Linked DNA regions of Zea mays: region 2 is linked to region 1. The links are chromatin contacts, called in public Hi-C maps. All regions are on one chromosome and are shown on one strand. The core of a region is the stretch at or near the end of the contact, and the rest is flanking DNA. Distances in the headings are between cores, read along the strand shown.

What was found. Hi-C and Micro-C count contacts between places; a contact is called where the count stands out from the background.
Region 2: a contact with region 1 is called in a Hi-C map of endosperm, with 3 times the contacts expected there. The contact joins the promoter of LOC103639469 here to the enhancer-like site in region 1. A contact is called at or near these places in 2 of 25 Hi-C or Micro-C datasets (endosperm and leaf).

The regions. Positions count from the first base shown.
Region 1 is chr1:151,314,912-151,319,140 of Zm-B73-REFERENCE-NAM-5.0, reverse strand. No RefSeq gene overlaps it. Among protein-coding and RNA genes, the nearest start is that of LOC118476060, 12 kb to the right of the region's middle. Within about 2 kb of position 2,205, at least 20 of the 20 cell types and tissues checked have an H3K27ac peak or open chromatin away from gene starts, as enhancers often do. A contact at or near this core is called in endosperm and leaf, where this site is marked.
Region 2 is chr1:151,399,791-151,404,019 of Zm-B73-REFERENCE-NAM-5.0, reverse strand. LOC103639469 (pentatricopeptide repeat-containing protein, chloroplastic-like) reads right to left here and starts at 1,907. Exons shown (of 4, transcript XM_008662223.4): 1 at 1-1,907. The coding sequence starts at 1,404.

The DNA.
Region 1 (4,229 bases), core at 956-3,455:
CGTCCTCTTGCTTCCGTAAGGGGGCTGAGAGCCGCTGTCGTCACAGAGCATGCGGGGCGCCATCATTGCCTATCTGGCGGAGCTAGCCAGATGGGACGCCGGTCTGGTTCCCTGCGGCCCGAGTCAGCTCGGGGTAGGGTGATGATGGCGCCTCCTGTTGACGTGGCTGGCCTGCGCCCTAGGTTGGGCGATGTGGAGGCTCCTCCGAAGCCGAGGTCGAGTCTATTTTCCGTGGCCGAGGCCGAGTCCGAGCCCCTGGGTCCGGCGAGGCGAAGGTCGTCGGCTGAGGCCAGGGCGGAGTCCGAGCCCTAGGGTCGGTCGAAGCGGAGTTCGTCGTCTTCTAGGGCTGAGCCCGAGTCCGAGCCCTGGGTCGGGCGGAGCGGAGTTCGCCGTCTTCCGGGTCTTAGCCCGAGTCCGAGCCCTGGGGTCGGGCGGAGCGGAGTTCGCCGTCTTCCGGGACTTAGCCCGAGTCCGAGCCCTGGGTCGGGCGGAGCGAAGTTCGCCGTCTTCCGGGTCTTAGCCCGAGTCCGAGCCCTGGGGTCGGGCGGAGCGGAGTTCGCCGTCTTCCGGGACTTAGCCCGAGTCCGAGCCCTGGGTCGGGCGGAGCGGAGTTCGCCGTCTTCCGGGACTTAGCCCGAGTCCGAGCCCTGGGTCGGGCGGAGCGGAGTTTCCTATGGTGCCTTTGGCGGGGCCTGACTGCTTGTCAGTCTCACTCTGTCAAGTGGCACTGCAGTCGGAGTGGAGCAGGCGGCGCTGTCCTTCTGTCAGGCCGGTCAGTGGAGCGGCGAAGTGACGGCGGTCACTTCGGCTCTGCCGGGGGGCGCGCGTCAGGATAAAGGTGTCAGGCCACCTTTGCGTTAAATGCTCCTGCGATTTGGTCGGTCGGTGCGGCGATTTAGTCAGGGTTGCTTCTTAGCGAAGGCAGGGCCTCGGGCGAGACGAAAATCCTCCGGGGTCGGCTGCCCTTGTCCGAGGCTAGGCTCGGGCGAGGCGTGATCGAGTCGCTCGAATGGACCGATCCCTGACTTAATCGCACCCATCAGGCCTTAGCAGCTTTATGCTGATGGGGTTAACAGCTGAGAATTAGGAGTCTTGAGGGTACCCCTAATTATGGTCCCCGACAATGGTATAGGAAAAATTAATATCACATCAAACATAAGTACAAACTAAGTAATAATGATCTACGCGATGCTACGAGATCGTGGGTTCGAGAATCACTAAATTTGGAGCTACGGTTACAATGATATGACTTAAAATTTAGGTGATTTAATCAATGAAACTATATTTATGTTGATTAAAATAAATCATGTGAGAAAAGATATAACAAACTCTAATTTTAATATAGGTTATAACCTAATTAGAGTTCATTTGATAGTCAATTAATAGTCATAGTCGGACTACTTTGATAAAATATTAATCTACTATATGGATAGGGTAATTAAATAACTAACTAAAAGAGTATGTGATATGACAACGGGATGTTTGTCATAGTGTAGTAAACTTTATTACAAATATATCAGCAAACGGACGACCCACATAAGATCTGGCCGAACCGCACACTGGCTCTGATCGTGGCCGTTGGCGACCAAATCAGCGGTCCTAGCACATCTTCCCCACCTCGACGCGGCTGAGCGGGGGCGAACAGCACGCCGCAGCGGAGCAACTCGCCGGCGCACCCCGCCCGACGGAGACAGGGCCCCAAATCCTACACAAACCCGTGCTACACGCAGAGGAAGACGAGGTGATTCGAGAGGAAGGCGTCTTACCGTGAGTCAATGCTTGGTTGCGGCCAGCCAAGTACCAGGCAAAATCACGGCGTAGGGGAAACGACGGTGAGAAATTAGTGGCCTCACGGTGGATTTCCCCGTAGCGGAAGGTTGTGGCCGGTTTTGGTAATCGCCACCGATTGTCCAAGGGCTTCAATTCGGCTCCACAACCGTCATGGCGAGAGCAGAGCCAATGGCAGGCCTTTCCCCTAGCAGGCGGCAGCGAGGTTCAAGGGATTAGGCCGCACGACCCAAGCGTGGAGTTCAGCTGGCTTCAGATGCGTGCCCAGGCATAGTCTTATAGCCAGGACCACGCCAACTAACCGCTAGAGATCCACGGAGATCCACGATCGGACCTCGGGTGTTAGGTGAGCGCGCAGCGGGATGACAACGTGGGCCCCGCTAGTCATTGAGAGAGGCACCGCAGGCTCAGGAGCGCCACAGAAGGGAAGGTCGCTGGCGAGCGGGCCCCAGCCGGTAGTGGCACATATGCGTGCGGCGCGGATACTGTGCTAGCAAGGTGAGGTGGGCCGGCTGAGCAGAATCGACCCATAGGTAGCCTTCTTTCTCATTTTTTTGTTTTCTTTCTATTCTCTTTTCAATTCAATTTTGAATTCAAATCTGTTCTAAATTTAAGTTTAAGTTTAGTGCACCAATAGAACTCCAATATAATGTGCAACAATTATATTAATATATTTAGTTACTTTATTTATTATTATTATTTTATTTTAGATAATGCTTTTAACATGAAATACACATCACATTTATTTCAATAGTATATTATTTCGGGTGTCTAGTCAAGTCAAAGGTATATTCTAAAGTTCATATTCCTTTTTTCTGATAGAAAACACTTTTCTATTGTCTAATCTTTATTAGGATATGATTAGCTAATCTTATTTTATTACGAGCGTTTACTTCATAGAGGGTGAATTCTAAAGTTCAGTCTTTTTCAAGAGCACCTATTTTGATGATTATATTTATTATTATTATTTCTCTCTAGAAGATTCCCTTAAATCTCAAGTTAAGATTTTTGAGTGTTACATTTCCTCAAGCAATATCATCATAGTATGTGGCAAGATGCCTAAGAAAGCCGATGTGGTCACATCGAGTTAGTTGCTTTTGGTTCGCTCAGCTCCGCCAAAAGGCAGGGGACATATGTTGGGCAGCAAAATGGCCGCGCGGACGGTCTGCGGTCCGGAGAGTCCACACTAGGGGCGCGGACGGTCCGCGTGCGCGCAGAATCAGCTAGGGTTCCAAGTTTCTTGCGAGATTTGTTAGCTAAAACCACGGATTTAGCTCAGGATGCGGATTGTAACGGGTCCAGACCTCCCCTTTATATATATATGGAAGACTACGACAGATCGAACATCAACAATCGAATCAATAGCCAATTTATATCTTGTTTTACCTTAGCCATTAGTTTAGCTCTAGTTCAGCCATTCTCTACCTCAAATCTTCACCTCTCTTCGGCTCTACGTCGACTAGAGGCGTCTTGGGTGGCCTGTCGATCCTAAAACAAAGCCTAGGACCTCTCCTCCCCGACGGGGTCCCTCGCGGGAGCGAGATCCAGGCGCTGCCAGTGAACTCTGCCGCCCCTGCGCACGCGCAGACCGTCTGACCATCAGGCGCGTACCGTCCGGCTCGTTAGGCAGGAAGGCCAGTCCCTGCGCCAGGTCGCGGACCATCCAGCCCTTGGCCGTGGACCGTCTGCGCCTCCGTAGAGAGCACCGCCGTCGGTTCTCAACGCACGGATTGGCGTCCGGATACGCCTATAGTCTCACAAGTTCTTAAGAGCAGCTGCAGCGTATAGTCATCCAAAAAAATTGTAACCAAGACCTCATCTAGATGATGTTTGGAATAAAACGGTCCGGTGCATAGTGCAGCATGCAAAACCAATCCTTCACTCCGTTCCAAAAAAACAATGTTTCTCTTTCTTCCCACAATACAAAGGCTAGAGTTCACTAACAAGTACAGTGTACCACTACCACCCGAACAACATGCGGCGTGCTATCTCAACATTTTGTTTCTCTTTCCTAGCACCACAAAAAAAAACAAGCGTATGTTGCAGCTGCTCTTACAAGGTTCATGTAAAAGAAAACGAGTTAAATTGATCTTACACCAAAAGAAACTAAAAAGAACTCGACCCGAGGGGGTTAAGCGGGCCCAACGACATCCATATAAAAAGTCACGGAACCACAAGTTCTGTTCTGACTTGCACTATAATAACGGAAGTCATTTTCGGCGAGTACAAACTGCCAAAAATATGTCTTATACCGTCGAAAAATAAGTTATTTTTAATGGCATAATATTTATTTTCGGTGGTTGGTGACCGCTAAATAAAAAGCCGAAAATAAGTACATATTTTTAATGGTTAAACCGTCAAAAATAACTTATTTTCTACGACTGTCCCTCTGGCTATTGAAAATAACGTTTATTTTTGGCAGCAAAAGCAGTCAAAAATAG
Region 2 (4,229 bases), core at 658-3,157, 85 kb before region 1:
TTGCTTTCCATATCCATTAATCAAGGAATTGTAAGTAACAGTGTCCTTCTCAATGCCCAATTTCTCCATTTCTTCACATACAGTAGCAATTTCATCATATTTCCCTGTCTTCACATATATGGCCAGTAAGGTGTTGTAGCAAACTCGGTCCAGTTGTATTCTCAAAGACTTCATCTTTTCACGCAACTTGAGTGCCTCATCATATTTCTCCAGTTTGGAGAATCCATCCATAAGCGTACTATATGTAACGACATTTGGCTTGGCATTGTTTGCTTCCATATCCAATACAACTTGCAGAGCCAGCCCCATGTTGCCACACTTGCAAATAGCATCGACGAATGTGTTGTAAGTGTAAATGTCACGCCCACTACCAAGATGGATCATTTCATCAAAGACAGTGCGAGCATCTTCCAAATGCCCAGCCCGGCTACATGCAGCAAGAAGTGAGTTAAATGTTTTACGGTCCGGACAGAGCCCATCCTGCAGCATCTGACGGAAATATCCAAGTGTGAACCTAAGGTCAACACCCCCTTTTCCACATGCATCAATCACTGCATTGTATGATACCGTGGTAGGCCGCAATCCTGCACCTTTCATCGACTCAAGCACCCCCATGGCCTCAGTTGCAAGCCCACTCCTGGCATAAGCTGAGATAAGCGCAGAGTGCGCAAACACCGTATTGCCATAGCTCCCTGCAATGCCAGTATCAAAAGCCCTCCTCGCGAGGTCTGGCCGGCCCATCTTGCCAAGTGCACCAATGGCGGCAGTCAGAAGTTTTCCCTTGTCAACAGCACCACCCCCAACTAAGGGTAGTGCGGCATAGAACACCTCGAATGCACGAAGTGCAGATTTATCCCTGTCGCCGAGCCCCCGGAGGATCTGGCAGTAGTCCTCAGGACCAAGTAGCTCGCCCCGAAACGACGAGAGGGCCGAACCAAGCCCTCGCCTATCTTCAGGCGCGACGCGGAGCAGCTTCTCGACACAGCGACCCGCGGCGGCTGAGGACACGCGCCCGCGGTCCTGTGCGCCCCCTCCGCCGCCGCCGCCACGGGTGCGCTTGGAGATGGTCTTGGTGGTGCGCGCGCGCCGAAACTCCGGACCGAGCGCGGCGGCCGCCGCCGCGGTGCGCTGGGGCTGCTGCGCCCACGGCGCGCCGTGGCCAACGAAGATAGGCCTGTGGGCGGGCTGGCACGCCGCGGAGGAGGAGGCGGCCGGGGAAGCCGCCGCGAGGAGGTGTGGCGGGCACAGCGCCGCGGCCGCGGCCGACGCCGAGGCCGGCGGCGCGGACGGGTGCAGTCGCGCGGTGGCCGTGGCCGTGACCGCCGCCGCGGCGGCCGCCGAGTGGTGGTGCGCCGCGTGGTGCGACGCCGCGTGCGCCTGCGACGGCGTGAAGTGCGTCGCCATACCGGCGGTGGCCGCAGCAGACTCCCAGCAAAGCACGCAACCACGCGAGAATCACCTCCTCCCGAACGGCGCGCTCTTTGCCCAAACCCGGTCAAAATCCTCCCACGAAATTCTTCCTCCACGAGACACCAGCTGCACAACCCTGCCCACTAAATCCTAACCCAAACCAAGCAGCCTAGAGATACACCGGACCGGAATCGAATCTCCGGGTCCTCGCGCGGCGGCACGACACTAGCCAAACAGAGCACCAGAAAGGCGGGATCTTGAGGACTAAACTAAACCAGGGCCATTTTGCTGCGGTGCAGCAGCAGAGGCTATGATGAGGGAGCCATCAGATCATGCCCGTTGGCGATCGATTTGATGATAAGATAAGGGGATTTGGCGTCTGATTTCGCGAGGCGGGGATTGGGTGGCTGCCAAGAACACACGCGTGGCGTGGGTAGGAAGCGAAGCGAGGCAGAGAAGGGAAGAGATAAGACGCCAAGAAAAAAAGTGAACAAAGAATTGGACTTTTATGCGTGGGCCCCTCATTCACCTCGAAGCATTTCCTCCTCTAGCTACCGCGTTTCGTACAGATTTTTTTCGTGGGTTGAGTTACTGACATGCTGGACCCAGTGGCCCCACCTGCATGCAGTCGTGGAGGTCTGGAGGACGAGGAGGCGCTTTGCTTCGGCGACGTTGGCGAAACATGAGCGTGACACAGCTGAGCTGGCGTGTTTCGTGGCGGATGCTTGGGTTATGTGGCCAGGTGGCTGCTTAAACTGCTTTCAACGCCCGCCGACCTCCCCTCTCCTACCCCTGTAGCAATTTAGGGTGATGCGTGAGCTATAACGGCACGCGCTAAACGGCCCCCTACCTGGTACAGTGCAAGGGGGCAACCTTCTTTCTCCACAGATCTGGGCGCTAAACGGCCCCCTACCTGGTACAGTGCAAGGGGGCAACCTTCTTTCTCCACAGATCTGGGGCAGCCGCCGGCTTCCTCTTGCACTATTCGTCGTTGTTTTGTGTGCACTTGAGTGTTTCTTAGTTGGTAAAAAATAAGAATAGATAATGAATAGACATGAAAAATAATATTTTATGATTATAGTGAGGTATAGGGAAGATATAGGGGGAACCGCTGTAGAGCGTGGAGATATAGGGGGAAGAGAACGCTGACGTGACACGTGAGTGGGATTTAGGGGGAACCGCTGAACACAATCTTAGATGGTGAATCGCTGTAGCCACTCCCACTCGCGGAGAGTAGTGATGGCAACGGATCGGATTCGGATCGGATATTGCAAATATCCATTCGCAACCACATCCGCGATTGCAACCAATATTCGCCCGCGACATACCCGCGGGTAGAAATTTATATCCATGCACGTGTCCATTGGATTTTGGACTGGTTTCGGATATCCATCGGATATAATAGACACAATCATTTATTCAACAATTCAATAGCATAATTAGTCAAATTTCTTCCCAGTTCACCATCATACACAATTAGAACTTAATAAAAGAATTATTATGGGCCTGCGGGCCTCGGTTAGGGGCACTAGAGCTTGTAACAGCCAACCGTCAGCGGCGGTCTATGAGACTTGGAAAAGGGCCACGGGGCACAACGCAGGAAGCCAACAAGGCTATAAGGGGTGGCCAACAGTGGGAAATTGGGAGCGTTAGGCGTGGGGTTCATTGTGTTAGAGTTTGTTCTTTACTATGTAACATGGGCTAGGCCAAAAAATACACTATGGGTTGATTTCGGATATCCACCGGATAACCCGTGGATAGAATGTAATATCCTAATCCCTGCCCACCCGACTTCGGGTCGGATTCGGGTCTGACCCACGGGTCAAAACATGTATCCATATCAGGCTCCGTCGGGTCGGATATCCGGTGGATATCCAAATCCACGGGTCAAATTGCCATCCCTAGCGGAGAGGTCGACCAAGTCTCTGTCAACCCTACAAGGTGGAAGTCCCAATCTAGCGCTATTGGGCCAGGACGGTAACGACACGATGCATCATCATCAATGTATGAAAAATGGACCCGGGCCATTTGGCTCAAGGTTTTGGTGTTTGATTATCAACATAATCTGTGGACTAATGTGTTTGCTAGTGTTTATGTTCATAGTTCACAGGATGCGAAGAGGATTGGACTAAGGCACTGAGGATGCAACACCTCAAAATAAGACACAAAAAGAGCTTAAAAGTTCAAGACTCAAGAACAAAAGAAGTCCAAGAAAACAGCAAAGAAATCCATGAAGTGGGCAGTCAGCTAGCGCACTGGTGGCGCACCAGACAGTGTACAGTGCTTGTCCGGTGTGCACCGGACAGTCCGGTGTTGCACAGAGGGACACGCAGCAAGGCACCATCGGACTGTAACACCGAACTGTCCAGTGTGCACCGGACAGTCTGGGTAACGGTCGACTGCTACAGACCCCAACGGTCAGCTGACGTGGCAGGGCACCGGACAGTGAACAGTGCTTGTCCGGTGGGCACCGGACTGTCCGATGCGCCTGTCGACAGAAAGTTGTTGCTTCTGTCCAACGACTATAATTGTGGGGGAGACTATAAATACCCCCAACCGGACATTTTAATGTGTGGGAGCCCAAGTAACATAACAAAGGCATAGTGTAGACATTTCCAAGTGCTCATACACTCAAGTGCTTAATAGAATCACTCGGTGATTAGCGTAAGTGCTTTGTGAAGTGCTTAGGTTAGTTAGACCACATTAGCGCTTGCTCTACGTGAACCCTAGCTAGTTGAGTGAGTTTAGAAAAACCACACGACCCCTCGGCTCTTGCGCTAGCCGTTGTAATTGTACTGAGTGGGACGAGAGCCTTGCGA